2 separate regions of the Mus musculus genome follow, and region 2 is linked to region 1. A link is a contact called in public promoter capture Hi-C data. All regions are on one chromosome and are shown on one strand. The core of a region is the stretch at or near the end of the contact, and the rest is flanking DNA. Distances in the headings are between cores, read along the strand shown.

Region 1 (4,709 bases), core at 694-3,193:
TGAAAAAGGCATGGCCAAGTCTAAGGGACCAGCGTGGCACAAGCCCTTTACACCCTGGATCACTGGAAAGAGGAGAACTCAGCAATAGGCTCTAAGCCTCAAAGGCCAGGCCTAGCTTGGGAACCAGGTGTTCAAATCCAAGAACCCGAGTAGGACATTTCAAATTCATGCTATCAAGATGCATAAAAACACATTCTTCCTTTGGGTGAATGTCTAAAGCTGAGTCACTAGGAACTAAGGAGTGCCTGCACAGCCCAGACAATGTCAAATCCAAAGTGCTGCTAGTTCACACACCCAAGAGTCCTTCATCCTTATGTCTTTTATACACTTGGCCCTTGGAGCAGGCGTGTTTCTCTACTCTCTGTTCCTACGGGTGTTTTGGCTCTGAGGGCAGGATTTCACAGTACAGATCCTTCAGCCACTCCCTCTGAGTGCTGAGACTCCTAGGTGGCATCACCAACACATGGCCAACTTTTCGCCCTAAGATGACCGTGTGGTGAGTGTGCTCGCCTACGTGGCTTTAATTTCCCCTCTTCTGATTATTAACGAATTAAGTTCCTTTCCAATAAAGGGCAAATGCTTATTGGCCACTTGTTTTCTTCCCTCCGTCCTCTCCTTGTCTCTTTTTGCCTCCCTTCCATTCACTAACTGGCTCCTTTCTCCTACCCCAGCAGCATCACCGATGCTGGGCTCTCTCCCTGTTTTTCCTCCTCCGCAGAGTTGGGTTGGCTAGACCTGAGCATCCCGAGCCGAGCCGGGGTCTCCCGCGCCGCCGCTGAGCTGAGGAGCGCTGGGCCCGCGGCCCCGAGCGAGCGAGCGGTGTTGGCCACCGTCTCCAGGCAGCGGCGGGCGGGGCGGGAGCCGCCGGGGGAGCCGGGGCTGCGGAGGTTGCGGGGCCAGGGGCGCGGCTGCCCAGCGGTGCCGGCAGGTGACGGGCGGTTCCCGGCGGGTGGGAAGGGGCCGCGCGGGCGGGCTGTACGGAGAACTCAGGGGTGGGCGCGAGGGAGCCGGCACAGTCTGTGGTCTGGGAGGAAGGACCGCGCCCAGACAGGGCTGCGACCCCCCAGGCTGAGCAGCCCTGTCCCCAGCCCCTTGTCCCGGTCTCCAACCCACCACCTGTGGACCTTCAAACGCCCCCTGCAGCTTTCCTGACCCTTAGAAAGAGACAACGGGCGAAAACCCTGCGATCCCCATGGGGCAGCACCCCACCTGTTCCAAAAAGGGCAACTTTGGATCCACTGTTCATCCTAAATGGGCCTCCTTGTTCCCTGCCCTAGAGGATTTGACCCCAACCAGTGGCAGAGACAGAAGACCTTAGCAGGATCCAGAATTGGTGGTTTCTTAGTCCCTAGAGGACTTGCCCCATGCCTTCCTTGTTTACTAAGAAGTGGATTGGTCAGGAATCGCTAAGGCCCAACCGTTGCTTTCTTTCTTTCTTTTTTTTTTTTTTTTTTTTTTTTTTTCTTTTGGTACGGAGCATCACTAGCGAGTTAGTTACTCGTGAAATATAGCCCACTTAACTAAATTTATTCGAGTGATCAGCTCTTTTTCTATAACTCTCTTCCTCCCCCTAACCCCCTTAAGGTCAGGCCGCCACAGAAAACCCAATTTGGGGGAATATTTCGCTCTGTTCTTTCACATTCTTCACAAATTCTTCTACTCTCTCAACAACAACTACATTATTATCACTACTTTATTACTACGAAGAAATCCTGGGTTCTCATTTAAGAAAAGACAAAATGAATGATTTTAATTATTGATGAAAAACAGTTCTAAATGAACTGAGATTCCCTCCCCAACATCACCCCCTACCCCATCCCTACCTCCCCCACCCCCGCTTTGCTGGAGTTGTAGATTAAACCCCATTCATCATAAATGTGCTAGCAGTGAGCTACATCACATTCCCTGTTTTTTCAGGGTTTTTTTTTTTCAGCTTATTTTTCAAGACTCCAAGTACAGTGAGCTTTTAAATAACAAAGCTGGTGTTTATAGAGATTTAGATTTAAAATGTTTTCATGCTTGCTGCTCTCTAAAAATCATCCTGCAAAAGGAAATTGGTATTAAAATGTGGCAGAGCACAATGTGTATACTAAAGCAGAGACTGATTGCAGGCAAACTAACTGAAAATTAGGCAATGATATATTGGTCTACTAAGGGAGCTTGGAGTTCAGCAGAGACTGGCTCATGTTTGTTTAAGTATGAGCGCTACCTTTTGTCTGTCATGTTTGTAAAGGTGCTTTCATCCAAGGAGCAGACTGTGTCCTTGGAAACCCTAGCAACAAGGTCAATATAATAATAATTCAAGGAACAGGAATCAGGTCAAGGTATTTTTAATTAAAAACTGGATTTGTCAAAAGAACATGAGCCAGCCAGTCAAAACAAATTTGAGCGTAGCCTCCAGTGGTAAAGCTCTCTCTCTCACACACACACACATACACACACACACACACACACTACTGCATAAAGGCAGTGACACACACACACACACACACACACACACACACACACACACACACTACAGCATAAAGGCAGTGAGAGAGAAAATAAACCAAAAGAGAAACCCTGGGTAGCAGTGGAAGGCAATCACCTTCCAGTCCTGTGCTGATTCAGAGCACTTGTTCTGTAAACCATCTCATGGGTCACTAGAGGAGCCTTTGGCGACCCTGAGAGTTCCCTTGGAATCACACTCCTACATACTTAACAAGGGACACCTCGACTCCTAGCTGAAATGCAGACCAGCCTCCCCTACTCAAGAGTAGCACCTATTCCAGGTAGGTGACAGCCAGCCTCTGCTTTGAGTCGCTCTGAGACAGGATTCACAGACCTTTTGTTAAACAGTTTCAGTTGTTTGTTTGTTTGTTTGTTTGTTTGTTTGTTTGTTTTAGATAGGGTCTCATGCAGCCCAAACTGGCCTCCCTCCAATGCCTGGTCTTCCTCCTTCCCCCTCTGAAGTGCTTAGCTTACCAGCATTCACCAACCTTGTTTCCTGAACATTTTAAACCGTTATTGTCACATGGTTGTCGTTTAACCCTGAGCTGAGGTTGATCTCCATATAATGGCCACCTGGTTGTACACTCCTCTCTAGCAGCATCCTGGATAGCAAAAGCCTTTTCTAAATGCTGGAGCCTGCTTATATCCGTCTGGGAAAGAAACAGTCTGTATATTACAGTGACGGTGGGGAAGCCATGCTTTTCTCTCCTTTACTTTGTAAATGGTAAGCCATGAACCTGTCTGAGTGCATCTGTGGCTGCTGCTGAACAAGATGTGTACACACACACACACACACACACACACACACACACACACACACACACTTGCCCTGAGCATTTGAAATAAAGCCACCAAAAAGCACTGCTCACAATTAACTGTTTGGCTTTGTTCCGGCTTGTTTGTAAGAAGCCCTTAGAAGCTGGAAAGAGAATCGGCTTTCAAGCAGCCATTTGATTTCCTCAATAAAACCTCATTCGATTGCTCAGGCTGCTTATGAGCCCTAAATCAGATGTGTTTCTACAGAGAGAAAAACAATCATTTTTCCAATAGGCCTTCCTTGCTCATACACTCAAAAGGGTGCATTCAAAAGCCTGCAGATAATATAACAAGGTTCTCTTGCTCATTGACATTTTTGATAAACATCGCCATTATGATTTCAGTAGCAGCAGAGTAACATAAATTTTTTAAGCAATGCTTTGGAGAGCCACAATTATAAATATCAGCTAACTGCTTCTATTAACAAGAGTGTTCCTGTTCATGTTTCTATTTTTCAGGATGAATAAATATAAACCCGTTCCCAAGCTCTCTAGCCAGTCTCCCGTCCATCACACCAACTTGAGGATCCCGCCTTCGGGCAGACCCTTTAAGAAAGAAGACTTCTTAAACCTGATTTCAAAAGACTCCTTAGAATCGGATTCAGAAAGCCTCCCTCAAGAGGCTAAGTCCTGGTCTGATATTAAGGACCAAATCCAGGACAAAGATATGGAGCCTGACAGCTTGGAGGAGGACAGCCCAAGTGAGACAGAAGAGGCAGTGAACAGAAAAGCAGCCCACAACACTAACAGGGAAGACCTAAGTGCTCATGATGCTGGTGTGAATCACAGGTAAGGAGCTGGCTTGTGAAATAATCCCTGGTACCTTGCTAGGTGAGAAAGGATGGATGTCTTAATGATCACTGTGCAAAAGCAGGTCTCCCAGCAACCAAGGGCAGTGTGGCTCCCCAATTTCAGCATATTTTTCTCTCTTTCTCCTCTTCTTTAATTTACCAATACAGTCATTATTGACTGGGTGTAGGAGCGTCAAGAACATGCCTTAAGTACCAGGAGACACTTTGGTAGGTCATCAGGTATAACCACTTGTCTTAGTCTTCTTGTTGCTGTGACAACAAGACAGAGGTGGGGGCAATGAATTTATTCCCGTGGTTCTGAGGGTACAGTCTGCCATGGTGCAGAAGACATGGAAGCTGAAGAGACTTGGTCTGTGATGGAGGAAGCTGCAGCTGCAGCTTCATGCATAGCACACACAGGAAGCCAAGTCCAATGGACCCTGAAGTGGTCCGGCTTGCAAAGACCTGCTGCTTCTCCTCACTAGACCACATTTGCAAGGGCTCCCAAAATAGAACCACAAGCCTATAGGGGGCACATTTCACATCTTAAAGAACTTGTCCAGGGAGTCATAGTGAGGTCTCTAAGAGTAAAAATTAACACCCAGTCCTCCTT
Region 2 (4,709 bases), core at 1,327-3,826, 1.2 Mb before region 1:
CCTCACAAGACCCCACATGGTTGCTGGGATCCTCTACGGCTTTTCTTTGGTTGATAATTGATGTAGGTCCCAGCCTACTCTATAGGTCGTGCTACACTTGCACGGAATGGTCTTGGGCTGTATACGAAACCTAACTAATCATGAGCCTGGGGGAATCAAGCTAGTGCAACATTCTCCGTGGTTTTTACTTTAGGTTCCTATGTTGAGTTCCTGCCTTGACTTTCGTCCGTGATGGGCTTTTGGTGAGAATGTTTCATCACAGCAACAGAAAGCAAAATCAAATGCCTGTCATCCCAGACCTTGGTAGGCTGTGAGGCTAGAGGGACATGGGTGAGGTCATTCGGGCCTACACGTTAATTCCAGGCCAGCTCAGTCTGTTGTGGGAAATCCTGTCTTGAAAACAAGTGTTTCTCTGAAGGTCATCAGCGCCACTGCATTCGCCTGAACTCCTTGCGATACCCACATTACTTCGAGTTAAGCTCAAATGATTATAACTCCCCAGCCCCAGAAGATGTGTTGGATTCCTAAACCAAATCTACAGTATCTCAAAATGTGACCTCATTTGGAGATATGCTCAGTACAGGTATAATTAGTTAAGGTGAAGTCATAGGCCAGCACAGCAAGTCCTTCATCCAGTAAAACTGATGTTACTCCAAGAAGGGGGAGAGGTGGACACGAGCCAGATAAACAGTGGGGAGGATGTGAAGGCAGACAGTGAGACAATGGTTAAGAGCACTGACTACTCTTCCAGAGGCCCTGAGTTCAATTCCCAGCAACCACACGGTGGCTCACAACCATCTGTCATGGGGGGTCTGATGCCCTCTCTGGTGTGTCTGAAAGACAGTGTACTCCCATTCATAAAATAATAAATGTTAAAAACAAAGCCACCACCTAGCTGGTGGTGTTTTGTTATAGCTGCCTAGGAAAGGCATACATGTGCCACATGGCTGCTTCCCTGCCGTGCATTACATTTAGGAAATCCAAAGGAGGAGGCTGGGGACCACAGCCCTACTGTGCTCTGAAATATTGATACAGCATGCAGGCCCCAAGAGCCTGCAGCTACGTTATCTCACCCCCCACCCCCACCCCCACTTCTGAGCTGCTCTCTCTCACTCCAGCTCACTCTCCTTCCCATTTGATTTGACACCAGCAGAGACTTTCTGTCTTCTTAGCTAACATCTTTCTGGAGACATAAAGAAAAGCAACTACTTCTATGTACAAGATTTGTTCTCCTCCCATCTTCAGGTTTATAGGCTGCACAGACAGGAAGCAGAAAGAAAGAAAGAAAAAAAAAAAACCAAACCAGTCAGCTAACAAGCCATCGATCACTATCCAGGATAATGGATGCTCGCTCTCTACAGTACATTTGCTTTTCGGCTGTTTATCTCCCAGCACTGCTGATCCATGCCTCTCTCTCACCTTGTGAAAATAGATACAGAGATAAACTGTTGCTTCTGGACTGAGCAAAATTAATTTGCCTACAGGGAAAATGGACCTAACACCAGGACTTCAAAGAACAAGTTAAGGTAGGCCACTAACTCACAAAGCTCAGACAAAGTCCAAATCCTCTGTTGCTAGTGCAGAAACCAGAGGCAGGTCTACAGAAAAACAAAAGAATTTCATTATAAAGTGGCAAACAGGATGCGTCTGGAAACAAGGGCCGGAGGCAGGAGAGTAGAAGCAGAAGGAGAGAGTCTGCTTCTGACTCATCTCTGTGTCTATCTTTGTAACTCGCCTCTTTTCTATCTGAAGACCTGATCTGTAACTGGCTCACAAATTCACACGTTAGTGGTCCAGCCGTCAGGCTCTGTTCCCTGAGAAGGGACTCTGATCCCATCTTGCTCTTCGGCAGTAGGTATAGGAGGGTGAAGGGAGGCCAGTAGTGGGTGGCCATGCAGAGATATGGCTGTAAGTGGTAGTGTAAGGGAAAGTGGGCCAGCCAAACAAACAGCGCCAAGTATGTGGTTCATTCAACTATGGTTCTAGAATGGTACTTTCACAAGCTGCTTGAATGAACCACATGGATGTGACAGGGGTGCCAAGAGAGGAGTGGAAAGATACCACAAAGTGACTCATTCCATGTTCTCGTTCGGTGAGATGACAAAGTCCCAGAGCTAAGAGACCTGTTTACTTAGAATCACCCTCCTGGCTGCTCAGGCCCTTGGGATAAGTTCTTTATTTGGGCAAACCTCTCAGTCTTTTAAGCAGTTAGGCTCCTGCTAACACCAAGAGCTACCATATTGGTAAGTTTTCTTGTTGCTGCAACAAAGTTACCGAAAAAGCAAGGTGAAGGGTTTCTTCTGAATAACAGTTTCAGGCAGGTCTATCACGCTGTCTATCATGCTGGAGGAACCTGGTGGTCATGGTGACCAGATTGTAGATCCAGTGTGGAAGCAGAGACAGGTGAACGCTGATGAGCAGCTAGCTAGCTCCCCACTTCTATAGGACTCCAGGAAATGGAACTGCCTGCATCTACGGGGAAACTTGCTACCTCAACCTAATCTATTACAATCCCCCCCTCCCCCGACACACCTAGAAGTGTGTTTCCATGGTGATTCTAGATCTAGTTAAGTCAACAAAACCTCTCAGCCTCAGTGCTCACTGAAAATGTGTCAAGAAGAGCCCCTAACTGGGCCCTATGACTGGAGCTGAAGGTGGGTTAGAGACAGGAAATGGTTCTTCTGACTCAAAAGATGATTGCTTCCAGGGGTAGATTAATTTCCAAATGCTTCCTAACTATGTCTTTCTAGAAACTACAGTACCTAGTATAAGCATTCAATTTATTATATAAAATGATCTGCATTCAGATCCTGGCCTCATACTAACGAGAGGTTGTTTACCTTTCTAACCCATAGCTTTCTTATCTGTGATGGGCTCTAATGCTCACCTCCCCACAGAACTGCTATGTAGTATGCTATGATTCGCATGTGCAATGTCTTCCCCAGGCCCACTTCTCTAAGCAGCAGAACTATTGTGGAAGACTGTGGAACCTTAGAGGGTGGAGCCAAACTTCAGGAAGTGAGTCACTTGGAGTGGGCCTTTGAAGGTTAGGCCTGGCTTGTTCTACCATGAGTTCTGCCTTCTAATCCTCCCGGATGTGGAGAGCCCCACCACATGCTCCCACCGACACAGACTGAGCGTTTCTTCCTTGGCTTCCCCACTGTGGGGCGCTAAAACTCTCAGGAATCCTGAGCTCAAGCAAACCTTGCCTTCCTTGGGCAGTTTCTGTCCAGTATCACAGTCACAGCAGTGCAACAGTCACTGACATGGAGAAAATGAGACCTCAGCACAGTGTCTGGCTCCACACTCACCGGTAGCTGCCTAATGGCTTCCCTGAAGCCCAGTCATTCATTTCTTCTCTGACTCTACTTTCTGAGGTAGAGAGGGTACCCCAGAACACAAATCCCCAAAGCTGACGCACAGTCGTGTTTAGAAGAAGATACCCCTCACATCAACACTAGGTTTAAGAAGAACATTTGCTTCTAAGGTTGGCTCCCTGTAACTGGAGCCACCATGAAGTCCTATCATCATGTACCACCTGTGACAATGACCTCTACAGACAAGCTATGGAGACATATATATACATATGCACATATATGCACATAAACATATACACACACATACACATACAGTTACATATAAACATATAGCCACATATACATGTATATACACATATACACATAAACATATATACACATACACACATACATATGCATATACAGTTACATATCCAAATATAGCCATATATACATATAGATGCACATGCACATATACACACCTATACAGACACATATATACACATAAACATACACACATATGTATATACATACACACATAAACACACATGCATATACACACATATACACATATATACATACATACACACATATACACATAAACATATACATACATATATACATACATATACATATTGCATAAGGCTAGGGAAGACATTTAGGAGGCTCTTGAAGGAAAATATAGGAAAGCAAAATATTATTAGCATTCTAGTAAATCAATCACAGATGGTCTTCAAAATTAATACAAAAGCAGACTGCTCATTTTCAGTGAGTGCCCACCTTTTTAAAAATAACCTGAAAGTGTCCCGAGACCACCATCCACAAGAGTGAGCAGATACCCACCAGTTCAGCTGAAATTGTAAAAGAGAAAAAGAAAGAACAGAAACGGGTCTTTATTCTTTCCCTTGTGCTTGACAACAGAGTTGATGAAATCGCAGATGATGATCTCCTGGGATGTGGACTGTGGGTCCTTCTCCATCCCTGGAAATGCAGCTGGTCCGTGTGGCTGTTCTGTACTCAGAGGAAAGCTGTGTACTCAGATCCAGGGTGCCACTGTCACCCGAAGACCCCTGAGCCACCTTCCCAATCCTGCCTCCTGTAACCAGTGGCTCTTTCCACTAGAATTCTGTTTATGGTATAATTAATGAAAGCTAATGGCCCTTGCAGATACTTTGCCAGAGAGCCCCAAATTTAAACTCACACTGCTGATTAAGATGGGCTCTTCTCGTCTACTCTTCAGTGCCCAGCTCTGTAAAGCATTTTTAAAGCTTATAGGGCCTCCGAGAGCATCCTCAGTTATTAATCTCAGCATCAGCTCATTCTCTCTCAACCAATACTCCTTTAGAAAGCACACCGAAGGCCAAGCAAGGGGAAAGAGAGCCACTCTGTGTTCTCTTTCTTTATGGAGCAGGC

What was found. Capture Hi-C pulls out chosen DNA fragments and counts their contacts.
Region 2: a promoter capture Hi-C map of adipose tissue shows a contact between it and region 1, with 5 times the contacts expected there. The contact joins the promoter of 4930546K05Rik here to the promoter of Jhy in region 1. A contact is called at or near these places in 2 of 39 promoter capture datasets (the 3T3-L1 cell line and liver) and 1 of 9 other capture datasets (adipose tissue).

What each region holds. Positions count from the first base shown.
Region 1 is chr9:40,960,268-40,964,976 of GRCm38.p6, reverse strand. Jhy (junctional cadherin complex regulator) reads left to right here and starts at 1,943. Exons shown (of 9, transcript NM_001357360.1): 1 at 1,943-2,771; 2 at 3,765-4,094. The coding sequence starts at 3,766.
Region 2 is chr9:42,207,098-42,211,806 of GRCm38.p6, reverse strand. 4930546K05Rik (RIKEN cDNA 4930546K05 gene) reads left to right here and starts at 2,576. Exons shown (of 7, transcript NR_040754.1): 1 at 2,576-2,654.